2 separate regions of the Mustela erminea genome follow, and region 2 is linked to region 1. A link is a contact called in public Hi-C data. All regions are on one chromosome and are shown on one strand. The core of a region is the stretch at or near the end of the contact, and the rest is flanking DNA. Distances in the headings are between cores, read along the strand shown.

Evidence for each region. A called contact is a pair of places that touch in the nucleus more often than the background predicts.
Region 2: a contact with region 1 is called in a Hi-C map of fibroblasts, with 7 times the contacts expected there. The contact joins the enhancer-like site here to the promoter of LRFN1 in region 1. A contact is called at or near these places in 3 of 3 Hi-C or Micro-C datasets (fibroblasts, skeletal muscle and spleen).

What each region holds. Positions count from the first base shown.
Region 1 is chr19:15,418,941-15,423,273 of mMusErm1.Pri, forward strand. It overlaps LRFN1 (leucine-rich repeat and fibronectin type III domain-containing protein 1), which reads left to right and starts at 2,069. Exons shown (of 5, transcript XM_032326202.1): 1 at 2,069-2,109.
Region 2 is chr19:15,573,937-15,578,269 of mMusErm1.Pri, forward strand. No RefSeq gene overlaps it. Among named protein-coding and RNA genes, the nearest start is that of FBXO17, 24 kb to the right of the region's middle. Within about 2 kb of position 2,000, the one cell type or tissue checked has open chromatin away from gene starts, as enhancers often do. A contact at or near this core is called in fibroblasts, where this site is marked.

The sequences.
Region 1 (4,333 bases), core at 819-3,318:
TCAGAGTAAGTGGCAGACATCTGGACAATTGGTGGAGGGTGAGGGGGAAACTGGGGAGGGGGAAGGAAGGACTCTCTGAAGAGATCACATTTGAATTAAGACTTGAATGAAAAGGAAGGGGAAAGAGTGCAAAGACCCCAGGGGCTGGACTGAGTGGGTGTGTTGGAGGAGTAGGAAGCCATTGAGGGGAGCTAGGAAATGAGAGTGGTAAAGGATGAGGTCAACAGGTGGATAGGGCCAGAGATACTTGGGCTCAAGCTCTTTGTTTCCCCATCTCCGTGGATCTCCCTTTTCCATCCCAGGCCGGCCATGGCCTTCTTTTCCTTGCACTTCCTGCCATTTGTTACCTGTGTAACTTGAGGCGAATTAACTAACCTCTATGTGGTTAAGTTTTCCTCATCTGTAAAATAGGGGTGTGATGGGACCTCCTCATCTGGCACCTGGGAGGAGTCAATGGAGTCATGTAGGAAGCTGTGCCATCCCTGGCACACAGTAGCACTGGACACTTGTCCACTTTTGTGGTTGTTAACTATTCTCTCTCTCCATCTTCCCAGCCCAGGACCTCCACACCCCATCAGGGAGCATCAGGAACCAGGGTGGTGGTGGTGGTGCCTGGCTGGAGGTGGTGATAACGGTGGTGATGTTGGAATCTGGAGATTGGTGGGGAGGATCGTGGGTGTCCCCAGGGGGCATCTAATGGTGGTGAGTGGGGTCAAGATTCACTAAAGGGGAGGTTTTGCAGAGGTGCCCTGGATCTGGGAGACAGGGCAGGCTACAAGTGATGATGATGTGACTAGGAGGAATTTAGGGAAGGGGTTTGACAGAGGACCTTGATACAGTGGGATCCAAAAATGGGAAGGGTTTGAGCTGCCAAGGAGCTGGGGGTCTGCCATAAGATGGATTTGGAGGGGAGGCCTTGTTGGTTTCTGAGTATCTCAGAAAAAGGTGGAGAGTGGCCTGAGATACTCAATGGGATTTTGGGGAGGGACTGGGGGGTCAGCTATTGGGTAGGAGTTTTGCAAGAAAGGAGTCTAACCTAGGAAGGAGCAAAGAATCCTGGGATCCATGGAAGTCACAGGGAGGGGGAAGGGTCTGCAGGGTCCAAAAAAAAAAAAAAGAGTAGGAACAGGAGGGAAAGAATCTGGCACAAATCAGGGGTTCTGGAAACCAAGGGGGGCTTTAGAGGGAAGGATGATCTGGGGTCTGATGGGAGGTAGTGAGGAAAGGTAGGGGGAAAAAGAGACATCTTGGGGTCCCCCTAGAAATTAGACATGGTCTGGAGTCCCTCCTGGGGGGTCAGGGAATGGTTCATGGTCCTAGAGAGTGGAAGGACATGGCTGGGGGGCCCCCAAGATGCACAAGGACATGGTTTGGGTCCCCAAAGGAAGTAAGACATGATCTGGTATCTCCCTGGATGTTGAAATATGGTTTGGGTCCTCTCTGGAAGCTGGGGCATGGTCTGGGGTCTACCTGAATGTTATAGTGTGATTTAGGGTCCCTGCAGGGGGTTGCTCTGGATCCCCCTTTGGTGCTGGGATATGACCTGGGGCTCCCACTGGAGTATGGGGCAGAGTCTGAGGTCACCAAGGAGAGTAGGACAAGGTTTGTGGGTTCCTGGGTGGCTGTAGAACATGGTTTGGATCCTCAGAAGAGGTAAGGCATGGTCTGAGGTTCCCCTGGGTATTGGGACATGATCCCAGGTCTCAGCTGCGAGATCCGAGTCCCCACGCCAGTTGGGGCGTGGTCTGGGGGGGGTCTCGGGGGAAGCCGGCAGGGCTGGAGGTGGGGCTGGGGAGGGGTCGGGGGCGGGCCGGTGGCTCCGCAGTGGAAAGGGGTCTGCCGCGCGTCCCCGGGCGGGGGTCTGGGCGGTGCGGCCGCCCCGCCCGCCCCTCCGGTCGGCGCCCCCTCCCCCCTTGCGGCGGTGGTGGCGGCTGGGCTCTGGCGGCGGGCGGCGCGGAGGGCGGAGCTCGGCGGCGGCTCAGGAGGGAGGGCGGGAGGCGGGAGGGAGGCGGCCCCGCGGCACCGCGCCCCCTCCCCCGGCCCTCCCCCCACCATGGCGCGGAGCGAGGCGGCGGCGGCGGGGCCGGGCCCTGGGCCCCCCCGGGCTGGGTGAGCGCGGCCCGCAGCGGCCCGGGAGGCGGCGGGCGGGGGCGCCGGTGGGAGCGCGGGTGTGAGCGTGCGAGCGTGAGTGTGTGTCCGCGGCGCTGCGGCGGGCCCGGCGTGCGCTCGCGCGGCCCTGTGTGTGCCCGGCGCCGGCGTGTGCGGCGCCCTGCTTGTGTGGCCATCCGGGTGTGTGCGGGGTGTCGAGCCGAGGTGCTGTGTCCGGCCGCGCGCGTGTCCCCCTGAGTGGCTGCCCCTCTGGCTGTGTGTCTGGGGGGCTGTCGCGCGTCCATCGGAGGGGCTGTGTGCAGGTGTGTGTGCGTGGGCTGTGTGCCCAGGTGTGGGTGCCCCCCGCCTCCCCCCACCCCCAGCCAGTGTGCGCGGGGCTGGCTGCGTTGGGTGTTTGGGTCCAGGTTGGATGTCCATCCTAGGGTTTGTGTAGCCGGGTGTGCCCGTTTGGGTGTCCATTTGTGTTGTGTGTGTGTGTGTATGTGTGTCTGCGGGTTGCATGTCTCTGAGGGTGTGTGTCTGTGCGTCCACCTCAGGTTCCCGGCTAGGGGCTGGGGCTCGTTCTTGTGGGTCCAGGCCTCTGTGTGGGTTGGGGGAGGGGAGTTTGCCGCTTCCTCGGTCCATGTCAACTGGGGGGTCCTCAGCGGTCCTTGGGGGAGACGGCCATGTCTTCCCCTTCCCGGTGCCTGGGAGGTGGGGGGGGATGGGCGGCCGGTAGGTGGACAGATGGAGGGATGAGAGGCCGAGGGATGGACAGATGGGCTGGAGGGGAGGGGCACAGACCCGGCCCTTCCCCACCCACCCCACCCCAATCCCCCCACCCGCCAGATCTCCGCAGATACGGCCTGCCTGAGTTGCCGGCATACAGATGGCCAGGCCGGGGGATCTTTGGGCGGCTGGAGGGAGGATTGCCTTGCAGCGGGGCTCTAGGACTCAGCCCCCCAACCCTTTGAGACTCCACCTGCTGAACTCTGACCTCAGGCCCTGGCAGGTGCCTCGGTTGGGGGTGGGGGAGGATGTGCTGGGAGGGAAGGATGTTAGGATTTCTTTGAGCTGGGATGTAGGTGGGGCGGGGGTACCTCAGGGCTGGGAGGGATGCGTGTTCATGACTGTGTGTGTGAATGTATGCCTATCTGTTGACTATGCCACTGTGGTTCAATATTTTATGTGCATTTTGGAAGTGTGTAATGTCCCTCCCAGGGCTGTTGTGTGAGTATGTGTCTGTCATGAGTGAACATCTCAGAATGTGTGTGCAAGGTGGATCTTTTTGTGCCTGTGGGCTTGATTATCAGTTTTTGTGTTGCCTGTGTGTGCTTGTAGTTATGTGTATGTGTGAGGTGTGTATCTGCTGGTGTGTGCATTTGTGCATCTGGCGGTGTGGGGATGGAGCAGTTTTGTGACCATGCACCTTGGGGATATGTGAAGTTGTGTGAGTGTGTAGGATTGTGTCTGGGCATTTAAGAGCCTGCACCTGTGTGTCACCTGTATGTGCAAGTGAGTATATGTTGTATGTATGGGCCCCTGTGTGTTGGCAAGTGTGCACGTGTGTGTCTGTTATAGAAGCATGAATCTGGTTGTCTGCAAGGGGGCACACAGGTTTCTCTGCTGTGTGTGTCTGTGGGTATGTATGAATGTGCAAAGGAAAGTCAGTGCTGTACATGCGTGCTTGTGTGCAGGTGTGTCCACCTTGAGGGTGTGTGTCTGTGCTGTGAGTCCATTTATGTGTCAGTGTTGGTCTTTGGGGATTGGGGTTGTATCTGTTCATACGTGCAGGGCAATCTGTATGCACGTGCTTGTCTCCCTGGCACGGGGCTGACCTTACTTCTTGGCCCAGTGAGACTGGAGCCTGTGTGGCCTGACCTGTGGTATGCTGGGGTCCTTCGTGGAGGGGGGTGTCCAAGGACACAAGTGTGTCCACATGCCGGGCCAAGAGCCCACGGAGAGTGGGGGCACACATCTGGCTGGTGTGTTCCTAGAAATCCAGATGTGGAGACGGTCCATGTGGGTTTTGGTGTGTCCGCAACATGTTGGTATGGCAATGGTATGATGGCGAGGATGGGAGCCTCTGGTTCTTTCCTACAAAGTTGGTGGACTGGGATGTGAACTCTGTAACACGCTGGGATCCTGAAATCCTGGATCTACAAGAGAAGGTGACTGGGAGGCCAGTTCCTGGATCTTGAGGAAGGAAGAAACCTAGACTCTGGAGTTTGAAGAAGGAAGAGAC
Region 2 (4,333 bases), core at 750-3,249, 150 kb after region 1:
CTGGTTCCAGTCTGCTCCCACCAAGGGACACCAAGAGCCCCTGGAGGCCTGGCAGCTCTGTGTCTTATCTGCTGCCAGAGTCTCAGCGCCCAGCCCAGTGTCCAACATTCAACCACCAAACACCCTCCACTGGCCCCACAGTGCTCCAGGGGGGATTCGGGGAAGAAATAACATGGAGAAATTCCTGCCATATGGGGTCAACATTCTTGGGGTGGGGGGAGGCAGACAACACATGGTGCCCTGACAAACAAGGTAAGCACAAGGGCCTGGGGAGAAAACCAGACAGGGAGATAAAGAGTGTGTGAGGGACAGTGAGAGGCAGGTGATGCTAGAAGTGCTGCACGTGGGTGACGGTGAGTATGGGGCTGGGGCCAGGGAGAGGATTCCAGGCAGAGTTAATAGGAAGGTCAAAGACCTAGAGGGTGGCATATGCCTGCAGAGTTGAAGAACAGCAAACAGGCCGGTGGGGCTGAAACTTGAGAAGCGACAAGGAGAGCTGTAGGAAATGAAGTGGGAGCAATCTGGGACCATCAGTAGAGACTGGGGTCTTAAGTACAGAGAACACTAGGCTTTGTACTGGATCCCACTCAGGGGCACCTTTCCCAGTCAGAAGCCCATCAGACTCATTGGACTCTGGGCCACCCACAAACACCCTACTCCCATGGGTCCATGAGAACTTCTCTTCCCAGATCACACCCTTCCATGGAGCCCAAAGACAATCCATTCCAGTCCAGGGAGTGGCTTGGCCTTGCCCAAGGCCCCTGCTTCCAGGAACAGATCTTCCAGGCTACAGTGTAACAACGGGGGGTTAGAAGCTCGGGAATCCGAAAGACCCAGGTTGGAAATTGCCGGTGTTACTCTGCAGATAGACCTGAGCCTCAGTTTTCCTGTCTGGGAAGTGGGTCTACCCACTACCCACTTCACAAACTTGTGGTATAATGAAACGAGAGCGCTGAGTGCAACGTTAGCCCTCATTAAGTATTAGCCAGAATTGTGATTATTTGAGGGGCAGTAGAGCATAGTATCTCTCTGGGACCAGAACTCGATTCTGAATCCTAACCCCACAACTTACTCATTAGATGATCCTGGACCAACCGCATAAGGTTGCAATGAGGATTAAATATATGCAATGAGGATTAAATATATGTAAAGCATATGAAATGACCTGACACATAGTGATTTATCAGTGTTTGCCATTATTTCCACTATGTGTGGGAGAGGGCTCCCCTTTGCCCCGCCAGGAAGCACCCTTGATCTCTCTCTGGGGCATCCCTCCCGTCCTCCGCAGCAAAGCCTCCCGCTAAGGTTTTAACTATTGACCCCTCAGGTATGACATCTGTCAGATTGGGACCTTTGCCCCCTTTGGCCACGCCCCACATCTGATCCCTTCAAAAGGTACACCCCCACCCCCAAATCTCATGCATCTGCTCCGCTGGCTGCCGTCGGTAAACCTCCATACCACCGCCCTCACGGTTTCGAACTCTGACTCTAGGAAGTGCACCCTCCCTTCAAATAACTAATTTTGACCCCCTTTTCTGACACTTGCCCCGACCCCCTCGAACGGGCCCCACTTCAAATTTCGAACTTTGTGGTCCCCTTCGCCACGCCCCCCTTCGCTAGTTTGACCTCCGGATCTCCTCTACACCACCGTCCCCAGCAGCACTAACCTCTGACCTCTCCGAGGCGACCCTTCCCTCAGCGAGTGAACTTTGACCCCACCGACCCCGCCCCCTACTTGCGTGAACGCTCTCCCACCGCCGTCTCCCGGCCCTCCCCAATCCCCTGGCGAGACCGGTGATCCTACCGGCTCGGCGCTGCAGTCGCTCGCGGCCTAGCTGCTTGACCGGGAATTCCAAACACTCACACCGCCCTCAGCTCTCTTGCGCCGCCGTCACCGCGGCCACTGCCGCCGCCATGTTAAATCCCCAACGAACATCCGGGGCTTTCCCCCCTCGCCGCCCACCAGTCCCCATAGCAACGGGGCTGACCGGGCAGGGGGCAGGGCCCACTCAGGGGCGGAGCTGGGCCATTGGCAGAGCCCGCTCCAGCCTCTGATTGGCGCAGATTGTCCAATCGGAGACCTTCGGGCAGAAAATGCCAAGCGGGGATTGGAAAATTTGGAAAGGGTGCGGGGGGACGCTGGCTCCCCGCCCAATCGGGTTCTTAAAGGGGAAATGACTATCCTCGTGTAGGAGTCCCACCTAACCCCAAAACGAGTTTGTGGGGTACGTGCCGCTCACCTGGCCAAATGCTTTCTTTGCATTGTCTCACTAAATACTCACTAAAACTCTATCGTATTATCAATACCCACTTTACAGATAAAGGAACTGAGGCTCAAAGGCATGAATTAGCTGCCTCAGGATTACAGGAAGTCGAAATGAGTTTTGAACAACAGTCTGAGTCCAGGAACTTGACCTGGAACCAAGACACTATTTGATCTTAATCTTTTCTGTAAGTTTTTAAAAAGTAATTAATTCGTTTAAAAAAAAAAAAAAAAGGAAACAACAACAAAATCCATAAATGAAACCCGGACATCCTCTCCTATGATTTCACTCGCTGGGTCCCAGCTACCTTGCTCATCCAGAAAAAATATCCGGAGCTCTCCCACCTCTTTAGGTCTTTGGCTGTTCTTTCTGTCTGGGACAGACTCTTCCTTCTTGGATCCTCAGGGCTCCTCCCTTCCCTCGGGGGTTTTACTCAACTAGCACCTTATCAGTGAGTTTATTCCTTCCCACTCGAACTACAGCGGCAAACATCCCACTTGCAAGTTACTAACTCCCCCCACCCCTTATCGTTTTTTTCATATTTTCCTGCTCTGATCACCTTCTAACAAACTAGATGATTAGCTCATTGTAATTTGTTTTTTTGGTTGTTTCCTCTACTGAAATGTCAGCTCCAGGAGAGCATGGGTTTTTGTCTGTCTTGTTCACCGTGCGTGCCCAGTGCCCTTGCACTACTGGCATGTAGATGGCCAACAAACATTTGTTGAATGGATGGTTGGGATGAGTCCTAATTCCACCTCCTCAAAGATACTGTTAAATGCTAAGTGCATCCTCAGCCCCCATGCCGCTCCCCAGCACAGTGTCTAAGACATAGTAGCCATTTAATTAATGTCTGGGGAAGCAATTAATGAATGAGTGATGAGTCCTTTTTTTCCTGTACATTTACCTTCCTTTTTTGTTTTTTAACAGAGGGGCACACATTTATAAAGAATTTTACATGTTTCTAAAAACAAGGTCAGAAATCTCACCAATATCCCTGCACGTCATTTTCTTCAAGAACATTAGTTTTCGCCACTGCATAGATGCCATTCTAGCAATGAACTCTAGTTTAACTACCGTTTCTTATTGACCATCTAAGCTGTGATAAACATTTTGCTATTATAAATAATACCTCCCCCTGCCCCACAAATTCAAGCAGTTAAATATTTGTGCACACCTCTAATTATTTTCTTTAAATAGATTACCACAAATGGAACTGCTGGGTCAAAGGAAATGGGTATATGTGTACAACTTTAAGATTTAATAATAGTAACAGTTCCCATGCAGGGAGCTAAGCTGTGTAATTTTAACAACAAGGGCTATGATTATTCCGGCTTCGCAGAGGAAACCAAAGCTTAGAGAAGTAACTTTATTTGCTCAAGGCGCACAAGCTGATAGGGCAGAGCCCGGGCTCATCCCCAGTTTTGACTCCTAGGCAAGGCTCTCGCTAACTGCCCTCTGCTGCCTCCCAGCGGCCTGGGACGCACATTGCCCAATTGTGCTACGCGGATCCAGTTTACACTCCCCACCTTTCCGGGGAACAGGCACTTTTAAAGTATCTTCGCCAGCATTAAACGTTCTTGTTTTTGTGCTCTTTTGAAATCTGTATGCTTCACAGAGTCTTGTTGGTTTAAAAAGCAACTCCAGTAGCTGAGATGACAGCACTTTATTCAGGTCGCGGTGATGGGAGGAGGGCCAGGAGCAGCCTTTGCTGACCAAGATACCCAGGCACCCTAGGAATTGTTCTTTAGTAATTATTTTTTTTTAAAGATTTTATTTATCTACTTGGGGGAGGGGGGGGGAGAAGGTGACTCCCCACGGAGATGGGAGCCCGATGCGGCACACCATCCAGGGTTTCTGGGATCATGACCTGAGCTGAAGGCAGTTGCTTAAGCAACGGAGCCACCCAGGCACCCACCCCTAGGACTTGTTCTTTTTTTTTTTTTTTTTTTTTTTTTAAGATTTTAATTATTTATTTTTCAGAGAGAGATCACAACTAGAGAGAGAGAGGGAAGCAGGCTCCCCACTGAGCAGAGAGCCCGATGCCGGCCTCCATCCCACAACCCTGAGAT